Regions from separate parts of the Zea mays genome. Here region 2 is linked to region 1. Evidence: chromatin contacts called from public Hi-C data. All regions are on one chromosome and are shown on one strand. The core of a region is the stretch at or near the end of the contact, and the rest is flanking DNA. Distances in the headings are between cores, read along the strand shown.

Evidence for each region. Hi-C and Micro-C count contacts between places; a contact is called where the count stands out from the background.
Region 2: a contact with region 1 is called in a Hi-C map of ear, with 3 times the contacts expected there. The contact joins the promoter of LOC103629391 here to the enhancer-like site in region 1. A contact is called at or near these places in 2 of 25 Hi-C or Micro-C datasets (ear and tassel).

Annotation. Positions count from the first base shown.
Region 1 is chr6:68,692,516-68,698,653 of Zm-B73-REFERENCE-NAM-5.0, forward strand. No RefSeq gene overlaps it. Among protein-coding and RNA genes, the nearest start is that of LOC118472297, 73 kb to the left of the region's middle. Within about 2 kb of position 3,091, at least 20 of the 20 cell types and tissues checked have an H3K27ac peak or open chromatin away from gene starts, as enhancers often do. A contact at or near this core is called in ear and tassel, where this site is marked.
Region 2 is chr6:69,176,882-69,182,470 of Zm-B73-REFERENCE-NAM-5.0, forward strand. It overlaps LOC103629391 (DNA-directed RNA polymerase III subunit 2), which reads left to right and starts at 3,079. Exons shown (of 38, transcript XM_008650527.3): 1 at 3,079-3,518; 2 at 3,599-3,701; 3 at 4,075-4,196; 4 at 4,267-4,359. The coding sequence starts at 3,487.

The sequences.
Region 1 (6,138 bases), core at 1,841-4,340:
AATGTGATGAGTTTGATGAGATCTATACAGTCGTCTCCCAGTCAATTGTGCCTGTGGAGAAGTTATCTTAGCTCTGTGTATTTTATTAAGTTTTTTGTAAAGACATTTTTGTTGTTTAATAAAGATTGTGACATTGGTTTCTATACACTGAGTCATCATGTGTGTGCAACTTCATCCTGATACATATATGAGATGCATCTAGATTTATCCTTAAACCTGGATGTGACAACATCAGTAGGCAATAACAGTGCGCTGGACCTAACCTTATTTATAGCTACCAGTTGTTGTGTTGTGATAAGTTTAGAGACTAGATTAATTCAACGCTAAGTCTATTCCTGGTACATGGTGTCATACTCACTTAATACATGACATGTAGGATAGAAAGTTGATGTGAAATGCGAGTAAAGAGGAAAGAGAATAAATAGTACCTTGAGCTAGATACCATTTGGACACGAGATCATAAGCATTGAAATCTCAACCATCTATGTAACCCACAATTCATAATCTCATACATACCTAGCATTTAATTATTTTGTGGGGACTATAAAACAATACATGATACTATATATTGGAACAACTATATCTTTTATAGCCAGAGGCGGACCTGCATTGGTGGCAGCGAGGGCCCAGACCCTGCTCATTTCTTTGTTTCAAGTGGTAGAGTCCAAAATTTCACCATGAAGTCCTCTACTCAGTCCAAAATTTCACCATGAAGTCCTACTCAGTCCTCACTGTAGGGCTGAAAAAAGCTCAGGCTTGGCGAGCTAGCTCGAGCTCGATGAGTGACGTGGTTTTGGAAACTGGTGGACAATAGATTTGTGTTCGGTGAGGATGCAAGCGTGGACTCACTCTGAATGGTGGATCATCAAGATCTGAATAAGGAACTGAGACATGAGATTTATACTAGTTCAAGCTCTCGCCCTAGTCCAGTGTAGTGCTGATCGTAGTATTGCTTTGAGACGTGTCACAACTGGCATTCTTGTCTGTACGAGGGGAGACTCCCTTTTATACTTCAAGGGACGATCCTTACATGAGAGAGAAAGTTCTTTAGCTAATGCCCTATGTTGTAGTGCGCGGTGGGCCCCTCTTGGGTCAGTCTTGGGGCATGCCCGCACACGACATGGCTCTTCTGACGGGTCGTGTGTTGCCGTACTCTTGGCACGACGTTCTGTCTCGTCCGTCCGGCGTGCGAGTTCCTGTAGCTCGCTCTATGCTCGTACTGTCGTACATGATGGGTCCCACAGAACATGCTCTCGGTAAGTTTGAGGTTTGTGTTTAGTACAGTTTCATCTTCCGTCAACAACCTTACGTCAACCTCCAGCATGTGTAAGCATGCACTAGGTGTGTCATCATGTCCTTTTTGGTATGTGGGTGAAGACTTTGTTGCCGTGACCCCCTTGGTACTGTACGCATGGCATGGATATGGTTTGGTGGTGATGTGTCATGTTACGGCCGTCATGGACCATCAACGTCGTCCTGGGCTCCCTCCTTGCGGGTCTGTTTGGTCATTCGCTCTGCCTCGTAGACTCGCTCGGCGTGGGCTTGGTTGTTCGCCCCACCTCACATACTTGCTTAGAGGGGACTTGGTCATTCGTCCCGCCTCGCAAACTTGCTCGGCACGGACTTGGTCGTTCGCCCAGCCTCACAATCTTTGCTCGGCGGGGATTTGGTCGTTTGCCCCGCCTCGCAGACTTACTCGATGGGGACTTGGTCATTCACCCTGCCTCATAGATTTGTTTAGCAGGGGCTTGGTCGTTCGCTCCACCTCGCAGACTTGCTCGGTGGGGGCTTGGTTGTTCATGCTGTCTCGCAGACTTGCTCAACGGGGACTTGGTCGTTCGCCTCGCCTCCTAGATTTTTCTCAGTGGGGACTTGGTCGTTTGCCCCGCCTCGCAGACTTGCTCGGCAGGGACTTGGTCGCTCGCCCTGCCTCACAGACTTGCTTGGTGGGGGCTTGGTCGTTCGCCCCTCCTCGCAGACTTGCTCGATGGGGACTTAGTCGCTAAATGGATCGGAGAGAGGTTTATGGGCCTCCCCTTGGGTACCCCTTTCCTAGGTACCTGACAGTGAGGCTTGGCTCGAGCCGGCTCGCGAGCTGAGCCAAGCCATCTCACGAGCTGGCCCTTGTACAGTGAGCACAACACAGTGCGCATCAACCCAACATCAATACAAGGCCTACGACGGCTTGTCTTGGCCCAACAGGTGATCCTAATCCTAATTTGATTGCATCCATCAATCGACAGGTGATCGTGACTCTACGATTGTAGGTTGCCTGTGTTGAGGGCTGTCTGCGAATTCCGTGACCCCGAGACGACACCATGGCGACTCCATCTCCTAGGGACCTCGATCAGACGACCCCAAGTCCTGAGAGCCCGACGAGGAGGAGGGCCGACCTCCATCGGCTGCTGCCCTGACTACGCGGTAGGTGCAGCGAGCAACATCGACCCCTGCCTAGCTGTTGTCACTCGCATCTGCTTCACTCAAGCGGTCAAGCCTCAGCCGCCTCCAGGCCCTCTATAATCGCCTACTTGTCGGCCTCCTGCCCTCTTTCTCCGGCGGCTACCTTCCCTGGTCAGTAGTGCACCGCTTTGCGCCTCTGCCTAAGAGTTGCTAGGCGTGGCTTGAGCGCTAGCTGCTGCCTGAGCGCTGATCTACAGAGCTATTGGAAGCTAGGTGCAGCAGGCTCACGAGCCGGCTCGAGAGCCGAGCTGGTATTTTTAGCTCGTTACATCAATGAGCAGTGACGAGCCGAGCTAAGCTGGGCTGGGCTCCTTTTCAGTCATACCTTACTCTGATATTTTGGTGCTCGTTTTTAGAAATGTGCCCTTACTCTTATTTTTATCCTGGATCCGCACCTGTTTAGAGTAACATATGATAAATTTTTTGGATATTGTTACAAGAAACATTGGGTTGGGTAGTGTTGTACATGACAATGTGGTTCAGGCAAATACTTTTTGCCCCACGCCTTCACTGATATCTGGGTCCACAGCAGCTGACAGTCAACGGCCCTTCTTCTAGTTCCACTGTTCCAGCACGCGGCGCCGGTTGTGCGCAAGCCTCTCTCGCTGACAGGTGGGCCTCTTCCGCACACCGCATTCCCTGCCACTTTCCCCAGCCCACGCAGTCACCCAGATCCCCTCAGTCCAGCCTCCAGGCTCCAGCTACTCAAACAAACCCTACACGGCCTCCCGCTCACCACCGCTGACAGCCATGCCCCACCGCGTCGCTGCCCTCCTCCTCCTCCTCCCGCTCGCTGCCGCGTCGGAGGAGGCGCCGGGACCGGCGGCCGAGGCCGCGCTGCTGGAGCGGCACGCGGCGCAGCTCGCGAAACTAGAGGAGGTGGCGGAGTCGCTTGCGAGGTCCGTCCACGCGCTCGAGTCCGCGCTTGCCAGATCCGCGGACCCGGATCCCTCGCAGCCTGTCGCCCCGGCGGCGGCCGTCGGGGACCGGCGCTCCCCGCAGGGTGTGGCGGTCACCAAGCGTCGCCCCGTCTGGTCCGAGCGCTTCCACTTCACGGCGGCCGCGCGTCTTGGGGAGGGCGCCTACGTTGCGGCGGCGGCCGCGCTGCCGTACGAGGACGCCGAAGGGCTCACCAAGTACTTCGCCGTCGGGGACTCCCGCGGCCGGGTCTTCGTCTTCTCCGCCGCGGGCGACGCGCTGCTCGAGCTCGAGGCCGCCGCCTCCGGCGGCGAGTGCCGCGTCACCGCGCTCCTCGCCTACCTTTCGCCGCGCCGCACCGACTGCCTGCTCTTCACCGGCCACGCCGACGGCTCCATCGCCGCGCACCGCCTCATCGAGTCGTCCCCGCACGGCGACGACTGGCTCACCCTCGCCGCCGCCTCCTCCCGCCTCCTCGTCCGCGGCCTCGACGCCGCCCCTGTCGTGCACCTCGAGGCCCACCACGCCGGCCGGGCGCGCTACGTGCTCTCCTGCGACGCCGGCGGCCGCATCCGCGTCTTCACCGAGAACGGCACGCTCTACGGCACCGCTATCGCCTCGTCCACGCCTCTCGCCTTTGTCAAGCAGCGCCTCCTCTTCCTCACCGAGGCCGGAGCCGCGTCCCTCGACCTCCGCTCCATGTCGGTCCGCGAGACGCCCTGTGAGGGCCTTGCTGAAATGCTCAATGGCACCAGCGTCAAGGCATACTCTTTTGACCCCTCGGAGCGATTCAAGGCCTACGGCTTCACCGAAGCTGGTGATCTCGTGCACGTCCTGCTTCTTGGTGATGTTTCCAGCCTCAAATGCCGGGTCCGTTCCGTCAAGAAATCTGAGATGGACAACCCCGTTGCAATACAGACGATCAAGGGTTACCTTTTGGTGGCCAGCCATGATAAAATTCTTGTCTTCAACACATCGTCTCAGTATTATGGGAGAGTCGGTGCGCCTCGGCCGCTGTTTGCCACAAGCATCAAGGACATCAAATCTGTGTTTGCGGGTTCTGGTGGCGTGCTGCCCACCGAGCCAGCTGGGAAGCCTGTTATCGCGGCAGACCGGGAGAAGCTGGTGATCTTGGGTCTTGGGGATGGCCACATTGCTATCTATAGGTCTAACTTCCCGGTGTACAAGCCAGAGAGCAATGCTGTTGTATGGAGTGGACCAGCGCTGCTTTTCCTCCTGTTCTTGATCGGCATTTGGCAAGTATACGTGAAAAAGAAGGATTCTCTGGGATGGACACCAGAGGAGACATTTAACACCTCTGTAACAGCACCAACGGGGAGCCTTTTGAATCATCCAACTAGTGATCGAGCCTTTGCCGACAGCACAGCAAGAAGCGGTGACCGGGGCTATGTTGATGGAACATCAAGAGCCAGTGATAGAAGCTATGTGGATGCCACTACAAGAACTACCGACCGAGGCTATTCTGATGCTACTAGGGCTGTGGATCTGCGGGGCGGGGCGTTGAGGAGTGCTCCAAGAAGGTACGTGTCCCCTACTAGATATGCAGGGACATCTGGAATCCAATACCGACCTGCTTCGGCTGAGCCTGGTCTTAGGGGTACTCCTGAGATCAAGTACAGGGGGCCAGGTATGGAGCCCCCTGGTTTCCCCAAGAAAAGGGAACCATTGTTCTCGAACAATCAGGCTGTCGTAGTAGATGATCATGTGGATTGAGGCTTTGGTTAGGTCGGTGTCGGTGTCGGCAGGCCCCTTAAATTTTGGTCTGATTTTGAAGGTCCTCCGGGACGCCAGTGGTCTACATGTGCTGTTGTATGTTGTAACTCAAAAAGAATGCTGTATTGTACAAGCACGTTACGGCCTTTTTCAATATGATGCTGCAAATGGTGAAATAACACAGATATTACGGTTTGTGCAAGGATGTCCAGGCCAACTTTTGCTGTTATTTTTATTTTTTTACTGACAAGTGAAAATTGTCAAAGCCAATTAGCTAAAAAGAGTATCCAAATTTACTGATATAGATACTCTCTAAAATAGATCTTATAGAAAAAGTGTAGCCTAATCTAACTTGGTAAACCTACCGACTGAATAGAGAATGAAGCAGCCTATCAAAAAATAGACAACGAAGACAGAAGGATAGAGAGCCACTAAATTTAAAGAGCTATTTATAGAGTTAGGATGCCTGGCAATGTTCAATTGTGCTAATGTTGCTGTATTAGGTGTCTTTAATTGCATCTGAAGAATTCTTTCATAATTTGGATTTGGGAAAACCAGTATATTCAGTGAATAGACTAGCGTTTGATTCATATTGTGCTCCTCTGTGAGCCTAATGGAGAAGGTCGTTAGGGGGAAATGAATGGTTGCCCAATGTTCGCTATTGGGTGGACTCTATTGTTGTTGCACTCCAAGTTCTGCTTTCTACGTTGCCTGATCAGATATCTGCCGAGTCGCATGACCTAGAGTTATTTCTTTTCCTGATATTGATTGTAATACCCAAATTTTTGGAGTAGATATAAATATGGGAAATTTTAAAAGTCTATATGATTATTGTCATTATTATTATTATCCTCCTTCCTTCTCTCTTTAAGCATACCACAATATTAGTTTGATTACAACAATTAATGAGTAAAGTAAGTGCGCATTCCATGCTGGAATTTTGGATTGAGACATTTGAATTGTGAAAATAAAATTTGAAATAAATTTAAATCAAGTTTAGGAGCTTTGGAAACAAAACAAGGAGAA
Region 2 (5,589 bases), core at 1,829-4,328, 480 kb after region 1:
GTGGTAGCCTCGGTGCACCTTTTCGTCGAGGCGGGCTCGACGGTCGTGGCGGCAGTGCTCGTTGCCGAGGCAACCCGGGGCTGCAGGCGTCGCGTCCCGCATGCGCCCGGTGTGGACCGAGGCTTCCCGCATGAATCAGAAGTCGCGGCGCGATGCTCCGGGGGTACCCTTGCCTTCGGGAGGCAAAGCTCTCGGCCCGTCGGACCGCGGCATCCTCCAGAAGATTCTTGAGTTCTCCTTAGATACGCCGCCCCTCGGTGGTGGATGGCTTCGGCATCGCTCGGAGTAGTATTGCCGCTGTAGCCAGGTTCTGGCTGACTCCACTAGAAGCCGGGGGTAGCCTTGCCCTGGCATCGTCAGTGATACGGCGCTGGACGTCCTGGGCCTGATGACGCGCTTCTCTGGCTAGTGCTCGGCCTGCCCATCCCTGCTCGATGTTTTGCTGGAGCTGCACAAGTTGTCCTGCTTCCTCGTCGAGCTTGGCCTGCATCTCACGGATTTGCTCGAGCTGTGTGTCCTGACCCGCAGGGACTGGGACCACAGCTAGCTCCCGCAGGATGTCAACGCGAGGCGCAGGCCCAGGGGGATCATCGTCCTCCGGCATACCAAGGTGGTTGCCTTCGTCGTGACCCCCTAGATCGACGTGGAAACATTCGCGACTTGGGCCACAACCTTCGTCGTCAAGGTTGTGGCCATCATCGGAGCAATCGGAGAGGCAGTAGTCACATGCGGTCATGAAGTCTCGCATGGCGCTAGGATTACCGAGCCTGGAGAAATCCCAACCAGAGTCGGGCTCGTCGTCTTCCTCGGAGCCCGGGGGCCCGTAGGTCGAGACGGCCGTCAGTCGGTCCTAGGTTGACCACATATGGTACCCCGGAAGGTTAGGATATGCCTTTATAAAAGCGCTCACCGAAGCGGGATCGCTTGGTGGATCGAAGCTGAATCTAAAAGGCACAGGGTGGAAAACGGATGGTACCTCTCGATCGATGGACGGTGATGAAGTCGCGTCGGGGACGGACTGCACCGTTATGTCAGGTATGAGGCTAACGCCCAGCAGGCCCTTCGCGAGCGTGCTGGCGTCATCTGTCCGCTTGGGGTTGGCGTGTTGCGGGGAAATGTCGCTCGTCGTCGTCTCAGGCGCGAGGTCTACGCCCGACATGTCCCCCGCTGGGGCGCCTGCGTCGTCGACTCGCTCGATAGCCAACGAGGTGCCGCCTCCTGCTTGGCCACGGTTTCCCCGCCTCCTGCTCCTGCGGCGAGGAAGGCGACAGGACAAACCCGGATGCTGATCTTCCGCCATGGGGGGGAAACGTCGCCGAGTCCGCCGCCGCCGGGCGGGCTGACGGCCGTCGTTGTCGCTGTCGCACTGTGGGGGAAGGAGTACCATGTCGTAGCTGCCGTCGAGGGACATGAACTCGAGACTCCCGAAACGGAGCAGCGTCCCGGGCTGAAGAGGTTGCTGGAGACTACCCATCTGGAGCTTGACGGGAAGTTGTTCGTCAACACATAGCAGTCCCCTACCTGGCGTGCCAACTGTCGGCGTTTCGACCCCGGGGGGTCCCTGGACCGACGAGTAAATTGTCGCTGCGTGCCCCAGCCCAGATGGGTTGGCGCGAGACGGAACACAAAGGGGGGAAAACTGCGGCCTCGTGTTGTCCTGCGCCGGAGTGGATGCGCTTGCAGTAGGTGTTACAAGCGTTCGCGAGGGAGAGAGAGAGTCATGCGCGACCACCCTCTCGTATGAGGGCCCTGGCCCTTCCTTTTATAGATGCAAGGAGAGGGTCCAGGTGTACAATGGGGGTGTAGCGATATGCTAACGTGTCCGGTAGAGAGGAGTCGGAGCCCTATGTACATGCCAACGTGGCTGTCGGAGAGGTGCTAGTGCCCTGTGTGGCTGTGTACATGGTGCCGTGGCCGTCGGAGGAGCGTTTGTGCCCTGTAGAAGCACAGCTGTCGGGGTTGTCGGGACCTTGCTGACGTCTCCTTGCTTCCGTAAGGGGCTGAGAGCCGCCGTCGCCATGGACGCACGCGGGGAGCCATCATTACTTGTTACCGGGGCGAGCCTGGATGGGACGTCGGTCTTGTTCCCCGTAGCCTGAGCTAGCTAGGGGTAGGGTAATGATGTACCCCCTGTGGCGTGGTCGGTCCGAGCCCGAGGTCGGGCGAGGCGGAGACTCCTCCTGAGGCCGAGGCCGGGGTCGTGCGAGGACGCGATTCCTCCCGAGGTCGAGGTTGAGGCCGGGCCCTGGGGTCGGGCGAGGCGGAGACCACCTTCCGAGGTCGAGGTTGAGGCCGAGCCCTAGGGTCGGGTGAGGCGGAGTCCATCTTCCGAGACCGAGGCGGGGGCCGAGCCCTGGGGTCGGGCGAGACGGAGACTTCTCCTGAGGCCGAGGCCCAAGGTCGGGCGAGGCGGAGCTTCCTGTGGCGCCTGAGGCTGGACTCAGCTGCTGTCAGTTTCACCTTGGCGTGTGGCACAACAGTTGGAGAGGGGCGAGCGGCGCTGTTTTCCTGTCAAGTCAGTCAGTGGGAGGGCGAAGTGACTGTGGTCACTTCGACCTTGCCGACTGAGGCACATGTGTTAGGATAAGGTGCCAGACGATCCTTGCATTGAATGCGCCTACGATACGGTCGGTTGGTGAGGCGATTTGGCCATGGTTGCTTCACTACGAAGCCTGTCCGAGCTGGGCTTCGGGCGAGTCGAGGGAGCGCCTGTTGCTTGAGGAGGCCCTCGGGCGAGACGTGAATCCGTCCGGGACTACTGTTCCCGCCCAAGGCTGGGTTCGGGCGAGGCGAGATTGCGTCCTTGAGTAGACGAAGCCTTGATCTGAACTGTACCCATCAGCCTCTACAGTTTGCGCTGATGGTGATTACCAGCCGAGTTTAGAAGTGTTAGGGTACCCTTATTTATGGTATCCGATATCGGTCGAGCCGAGCTGCTCGATATCCACCCTACGTCTACCTCGACGGACGGTCATCCATCAAGTCGCGACCTAAGTCCGGAGGAAAGCGTGAGGGCCGTGTTTGGCTCGTCAAGCAGCCCGGCCCATTAAATTGGGCCGTTTAAACCCTTTAAACCCTATATATGCCTTCGTTCCTCGATCGTCAGCCGCCGCCAGTTCCTTTGCCGGTTCGCGCACCACGCAACGCAAGTGCTCTTCCCTTCTTCTCTCTCGGTTCTCGCCTTCTCGGCCCTCCTCCTCTATTCTTCCCTCTCGTCCACGGCCACAGGCTAGCCGGCCTTGAGCGCCTGTGACGGCGCAGGTTCTGGGGTTGCAACACGCCCCTCCGCCCTTCCGGCGCATCTGCTGAATTCCACTCTCCTCTTGCCCGCCGGCGTCGCCTCTTTTCTTTGCTATCGTCGGCCTCGGACCCCAAAGACGACAACAGCAGGAGGGCAGCGCACCTGTGAAAGCGGCGCCTCTCTTGCCGTTAAATTTCCGCGTCGCCTGGCTTCTCTTCCGCACTCTGCTTTCAAGCCCCTCTGCCATGACCGTGCCCACCAAAGACGACAGCCAAAGGTAGCTCGCCTCCTCCACCACGAACCGCCCCGACATCTCCAAACCCTCACCTCTTCTTCCTTTTTTTTTGCTTCGTGCAGCGGCACGGTGGCCGACACAGTGCCATTACCGACATACCGTTCGTTAGCAGCGCCGGTGAGGAAGCCTGTCGACAAGTTCGCGCTCCTCCCGGCCTTCCTCAAGGTCAGCATGACGTTTTCATTCAGCAGAAGCTGCTGCCTGTTGATTTATTATCCAACAATTTTGTCACACTCACTTTTAATGCTCCCTGCATTCACGGGCCTATCCAGTAGTTTTCGTGTGTTAACCCGATTATTACCATGTGGTTTGTTACAGTCACACCTTAGTGCATGATTTATAAACTGTTAGCCGCAGATTAGCTCCTTGCTTGTTCTATACTTGCTTGGGTTATCTTGTATCTATTTCTAATTTACGACTCATTTTGTTCATTGGTCACTCCTATCAACTCATGCACTTGTTTTTATGCGCCAATGGATTTTCAATTTTAAGCTCTTGCCTTGATTTAGTTTTTTTCTTTGATGGATGTAAACAACAGGTTAGAGGGCTTGTGAAGGAGCACATCGACTCATTTAACTACTTTGTCAACAAAGGAATCAAGAAGATCGTTGAGGCAAACAACCGAATTGAAGCGCGCAACGATCCATCCATTTACCTTAGGTATGCTTGTCAATTTGTGTAATATGTATTCTAACTATTGTTAAATATCTATTTTGTTGTCACATTGCAGGTACCTTGGTGTGCATGTTGGCATGCCCTCGGTACATGTAGAGTATAACATTGAAAATATCACACCACATTTTTGCCGCCTTACTGACCGCACGTAAGCCTTTCATTTCCTCGTATATTTTTTAACGTAAATCCATTTCCTCATTTGCATCAGTTTGTAGTTTGTACTTGCAACTAAGAAAACAAGAGACGTTATGTTACACATCATTTGAGCTAGATGGAATAAGCAATAAGATTTATGTGGCATTATTATGGCTCTGGTATTGTTTTGTTTCCTAGCATAATTCAGGCTGTCCACATCATATTTCTTATTGTAGATGTTGATGATGTTAGATGTAAATATACTTATTTACATTTCCTTTATGTGTTTCTTTCCATGTGTGTATGCATGCACCTCTTGTCATAGTATACTAGCCTTAAGGGCATATTGAACAGTATGCGCTGTTTTGTAGTTGTATATTAACCTTAAGGCATATTGAACAGAGATGTGCTATTGTTAACAACTTAACATGGTACCAGAGCTTCATTGTTGCGCTAGATTCTTTTCCTCTTGTTTGTTGCCTCTAGTGAGCAGCCCGTTGTCCTAATTAGCCCTTTTTTCCTTCTATCTTTTCCTTTTCCTCCTTCGCTGATGATGTGGTGAGTTCTTTGGCCCTGTTTTGCAATGTTATTAAAACGACGTTAAAACATAGTTTAAAGACATAATGACATTGTCTGCATACAAAGAGATACGGTGTTGCACACGCTCCATTGCAGGAGGCTGCAGAAATCCCAACTGAATATATTTTGAACTGCGTGTTAGTTCAAAATAAGTTAGATTATATAACCTGGACAGATTATAATCCCAAATGAACAGGCCCAAAGGGTGCAGCTTCTCTAATAAACTCTTCCCTGGAAAGTTGCACAAATGGAGGAAAAATGTGGTTAGAAAAAGCAGGTTTGACCTACCTTATGTGTTTTAGTACTAATGGGGCAAGTGGTGAGAAGCGTGACCAAGCATTCTCTAGTCATAAGCACATTATAAACTATTAAGTTGTACCTAGCAGGCCCTTTGTTTCCCAGTGTCACCATCCCAAATCAGAGGACTGCCACTGTTGATTTTTGTAACCAATTTTGTCTACCACCAGCAAAAGTTTGCACCTGCTGGGCTGCTGGCTCAAACGAGAAAGCAGCGTGTCTGATACTGGCTCAAGTTGTGGAATTGAGTGCCTGCAAGGCTGCTGCTTCAACTTGCGACGCCTGCGCCTAGCCTAGATCTCGTGGCTATATTACTTTAGCGTGCAATGTGCCCTTTCATGGTTTCCCAATGCGTGTGTGATTAGCC